Regions from separate parts of the Acanthopagrus latus genome. Here region 1 is linked to region 2. The links are chromatin contacts, called in public Hi-C maps. All regions are on one chromosome and are shown on one strand. Each heading gives the region's core, a stretch centred on a gene start, on an enhancer-like site or on the middle of the called end of the contact. The rest is flanking DNA. Distances are from core to core; before and after follow the strand shown. Region 1 holds the start of LOC119005557 (syntaxin-12-like). Region 2 holds the start of vegfaa (vascular endothelial growth factor A-A).

What was found. A called contact is a pair of places that touch in the nucleus more often than the background predicts.
Region 1: a Hi-C map of muscle shows a contact between it and region 2, with 2.5 times the contacts expected there. The contact joins the promoter of LOC119005557 here to the promoter of vegfaa in region 2. A contact is called at or near these places in 2 of 4 Hi-C or Micro-C datasets (both in muscle).

The regions. Positions count from the first base shown.
Region 1 is chr17:2,703,755-2,706,454 of fAcaLat1.1, reverse strand. It overlaps LOC119005557 (syntaxin-12-like), which reads right to left and starts at 1,335. Exons shown (of 11, transcript XM_037073307.1): 1 at 969-1,335; 2 at 541-592.
Region 2 is chr17:2,573,118-2,575,817 of fAcaLat1.1, reverse strand. It overlaps vegfaa (vascular endothelial growth factor A-A), which reads left to right and starts at 1,275. Exons shown (of 6, transcript XM_037075624.1): 1 at 1,275-1,997. The coding sequence starts at 1,932.

The DNA.
Region 1 (2,700 bases), core at 86-2,585, 130 kb before region 2:
ACTTTCAACAATTTACTGGACTGAATGGCTCAAATAATGACAGTGAAATTAGTGGGGGTTGTTATTCTGAAAACCATCATCATCATCATCATCATCATCCACTGTTGTCTAGATGCTTCTTTCACAATGCAAGCTTATGTTAAAGGTCTTTTTGGGCCAGGGTACGTCACGTGATTACGTGGCCACTACAGAAACTGGCCTCGAGGCCTGGCGCTCTTCTTCAGGGCTAGCGAGCTAAAAGCCGCTACAGTTTGCAGCAGTTAAGGGTTACTAGATGATACGCTGCCCCCTACTGGAAATGGAACGTTAACTTGCAAGGTAGCAAATTCTTACATACTGCACCTTTAATGCTCTAACGCATAGTCTCAGACTCAAACAGATTTTTTTCAAATCTCAAATCTTCACAAAACTTGGTAACAACATCCGATAGATGCGCATCTTTCATTTCACAAACCTTCCCTAACTGGTCGCTATCCCCCAACACATACAAAATGTTAAGTCATTGTTTTGTGTCATTATGAATCTAATGTGATGGAGTACCGTTACAACCGAAATCTGCGTCAGCCCTTCTGTCCTTCCTCCTCACTGTTTTCTGTTCAGGAGACAGATGTGTCCTCCGTGTTATCTCACACAAATACAATACACAGAGACAAGCGCGAGCTTAACTGAAGTCATCACGTGATTAATCTTCTAAAAGACAATTCTGGACGGAAAATAAAGCTGTGGCTCGTCCTGCCCGGCCACAACATTCAACCCGTCCGTCACTGGGTATGTATTTACAAAAAGCTGCTGTGACGTCGCTGTCATTCGGAGCAGACACGGGATGAAGCCTGTACACAGCGGTGATAACAGGTCGCAGTGTGTCTCATGCATCAAGCCCAGTGTTTTTTCTACAGCAGCGGGTTAAACGAGAACAGGTCGCAGTCGGCTGACACACACGTTAATAATGTTAACATTTAATGTCTTACTTGGCGGTGAGAAAGACGTCGACGGTGTTTGTTTCTCCAGACGCCTCGGATAAATATTTCTGTCACAATTAGCAAGCCCAGCCCGTCCGTGACGTCACACGTCCAGAGCCTAATCCGACGTTGGTTTGACGCTGCGTTCACTGTCCACGAGAGATGTGGTCAACGCAGCTTCTCGGTGTGTTGTTCACTGACTACTCGTCATGCTGTTCTTGTCTTCTTTCTTCCTTTGCCGGGACTGTCTCTGGTGAGCGTGGATTTGACACTCCTGGAACGTCACACAAAAAATCAGTGATTCACACTCTCACAGAGAATCCCTCCCAGTGTGGTGTAGAAACATCTACAATCATTTAATAAGCATTTAAAACACCATAACTGAGTGTGCCTGCTCACTGTGGGGATGACGCTTGGAATGCTGTCCCATGACTCTCAGCTTACTCTAATTATAAAGCTGCTGCCATGCACGTGACACTCTTGAGTCCATTGGTTGACTGTGCCAGTGAAAAGCCATGATCACATTCTGTTACACATTCATTAACAGCACGACGGCCCACAAATACCTCCCAAAATTCTAATAGACCAAATGGAAAGCCTCAAAATGTGTTTATAACTGTGTGTTGCAACTGTATTAATTCGTCTTCCTCAACTTGTAGACATCTCAATTGTATTATCATCTTGTCAAAATGACATGCTGATTATCTTTGATAGCCTGTGTGACATTCTTTCTACCACTGATATCCTTTCATAGAGGTTAGGCTCTCCATGAAACAAATGTCCCTTAAAGATAGAAAGATAATTGGAAGCCATTTTACCTATTTAAGCACTATGTGACAGTCACCAGGTGGTTGAACCCTGAAGCACTGTTCACAATTCCATCTGATCATTGTCATTGAATGTCTTTGTTAATTTGAGATACAGAGTCATAAATTAAAATGAGCGAAGTGAAGATGATATGTACCGAGATCCTCTTGAATAACTGTTAAATCCGCTTATTCTCAGAAAACCAGCTGAACAGTATTTAAACTAAATACATGACATTGGAAAGCTTTTTAATTTCATTCTTGTACATTTTTTTCTGTTCCCCCCCAAAAAACAATGGTATTGTCGACTTTGATCTATTTTACTTTGTGTGTTTTGTTTAAAGTTATAATATAATTTACACTTTTATTGAACAATATTAAATAGCCTTTAGGTGTTATCTAAATATAGGTGCAATAGAAAGAAAAAGACCCAGTGGCACATGGAATGGACAAGTGTGTTTTGACTCACAGAAAAAAGATGTACAAGAAAAATATTATAATCTGATCAACATATTGTTTTACCTGGTTAATGTTTTTTTTTTTTTTTTAAAACATCCAAAAAAAGTTATTGGAGTGGTTTTTCATCTTTTTAAGAGTAAAACAAACACTGAAAAAAATCTTTACTACATAAGAGTACTCATATGATGATATATTAAATCCTACTCATGGCTGTAAGTGTCAACACGTTGACGGTGTTGTGGCAGGTGTGATCCCACGTATGATGGCAGCTTCTTTTGTTCTCTGTGGTCTCTAGTCTGTTTGTCCTTGGCAGAAACCCTCGTCACTCCATGGTTGAGCAAAGTAGTGGCTCTTTGCCAGCAATCTGTTCAGAGGGCCATGAAAGGATTGGACCAGAGGGGAGTTTATGTGGTAGAAATCAGTCAGTCCTTGTTACACCGCAGTATTTTGGATTCAAAGTCTGTGATCGGAGTGTT
Region 2 (2,700 bases), core at 26-2,525:
TCTCGGGAGGCGAGTTTTTACAGTTGTTGCTTTATATAGACTGCCGTTAAATAGTCATCCATGTCTTTAGAGAAAACATTCTAGCAGGCAGTTCCTCTGAACTCCTGACTCTGACTCTGACTCTGACTCACGTTTCCACCACCATCCTCCTGTAACGACTCAAAGCTTGTTGATTTCTAACAAGGGTGTTTTGGATGACAAAAGGCTGTTACTACTTATCAAAAAGTTCTGACTGTGGGAATGGTTTCTGTAATCTTGTCAGACGCTTATACTAGACGTGACTTTGACGAGTGGAGTTGCCCCGACGGATTAGGATGCAGCTATTTGCGGCTGCGTTGTAGCTGAGGCGATCTACTAGACTGATTACAAAACTTGTGACAAGTCAGAAGCATTAAAACACAAAAATATTTAAATATAGGGCCCAGCACTGGAACTTCTATCATCATCGCACTCCTGTAATATAAACGTGTGAAAATGTTAATCCACAGTTAATAGTAACCACTGCATGTGAACACATGAATAGGAGAGCCTTCACCAGGCTGGACAGTATCGCCCCCCACTAGATTTGTAAAGAACTGCAATAAACTTGAGCTTCTTTGCTTTGGTTCACAAAAGTGGCACAATCGCGCAGACAGTAAGGTAACTTAGCACTTTCAAATGAGAGTAACTAGTAATATGTCATCCATTACGCTTTGGAAACATCTTGTCCAGCCCTGGTTGTGATAAGGCATCTAACTCTAAACTACTGTAATGTGACGGGCTGCCTGAGAATAAATCAAAAGTAACTGTACATGGCACAGTTTTTTAGTTACAGTCTGCAATCTAGAAATCTTTAGGTAATCAGACTAAGAGAGAAATTAATTGATTGATCAATTTCATATTTCCTTGAATGACCTTGACATAATGATATCTGATGCTTGTAAACGTTAAAGGTATTAAATTATTATAATGGTAATAATAATTGTTATTATCACTATCATTATTATTATTATTAGACAGTAAAGCAAATGTCATCAAGTTCAAACACTTGATGTTTAAAGGCTAAATCCAGTCATAATAGTGCGTATGACATCAATGAATGAATGAAGTGACACACACGTACACACAGACAGACACGCGCACGCTCACACGCACTCTCTCTCTCTCTCTCTCTCTCGCTCTCTCTCTCTCTCTCGCTCGCTCTCATTGGTTCCTCCCAGTCGCCCCGCCCTGGCAGACCGGCTGGTCACCTTTAATAACGCCTGAACCCGAGCAGCCGCCAAGAGAAGAGGAGACTGAACGCGAGTGACGCCGGCACCGCTGCTGAACCGGAGACAAGTTGCTGCCGGTGCACACCCCCTCCCCTTCACTGAGAGAAGCGAAAACGAGTAACATCAAAAGGGGGCACACACACACACGATAGGAGACACAAGAAGAGGATTGCAGAAGAAAGCAAATAAAGGATCACACTATACCGGCAAACAGTGCCTGCTGTAGCCGCACACACGCACGTACGCGCGCACACACCGTCACGCTGCGGGATCAATGAGTGTAAAGAGAGACACCGGTGCGTAAAGTTGACGAGTTGGCCTGCACGTCTCCCCCTCCCATTGTCAACATCATTACTGCTGTGCTCCCGAGCTCTCGGCTCCAGAGTGGATTTCAGAACCCGACCGTACAGTCTTTGTCTGCGGATGAGCGAGGCTCGTTGTATGGTGCGGTCACCAGCGGAGACACTGGAACAGACGAGCCACCTGCGTGTGGATGACATGGATTTGCTTTTGCTACAGCGCAAACTTGCCGCGGTTTTTTAAAAAAAAAATATATATATATATGTATATTTTTTTGACTGTTTGAGTGTTTTTCATTTGATTTTATTTATTGCAAACATTCTTCGATTTACTATTAAACGACCGCTGAGATTTCAAGACTCATCGTGCGGAATTACAACCATGAACTTTGTTGTCACTTTGGTACAAATCCTTTTGGCAGCGGTTCTTCATCTACCCTCAGTAAAGGTGAGTCTGAGACTGTGTGTGCCTGGTCATGTTCATCAGAATAAGACAGGGCTTGTCTGTTGTCTGCCACACGTGCTTGTTCTGCCTGCTGTTCATTATCTGTAGTTGCGCTACAAAACAATGTGCTCCCATCCTGAGAGAATAAACATGCGGGACAAATGCTCAGTGATTCCGTGGACACGTTTCTCCTGCCTCCTGGTTTGACCGTGCGAATCAGCTATCAGCGTTGTCTTGCTGTTTGCATGCGAAAGCCTCGGTCTCACTTTTGTTCGTATAGTTGAATGCCTTTCTTTTCTTTGCCAAGCCAGACTCTGTTTAAAAAAAAAAAAAAAAATTCTTTTAAGATCTGTTTGAACGTGCTGGATAGCATAAGTACCGAGAGCTTCTTCTGATTCTTTAAGACTGATCATTCAGCAGTGTTTGGTTCCCCGTAAGTTGGGAACCAAATAAAATTAGAAATAAAGCTCAAACTAAGTTTGGCCACGTCCCACTAAACTGGGTGTCCTGGACAGTGCGATAAAATCCGACAAGTGTAACTTTACTTCGGCCAAAATAAATAAATAATAAATCCCCTCGAACCTGGTGAGTCATTATTAAATCTGTGCCTGTTAGTAGTTTCGGAGAGTGTGGGGTTAAAGTGCGCGCTTTGTGGACGCAGTTGTGCGCGGCCCGCCTCGCTGAGCAGCTGTGTGTGGCTGAGCTG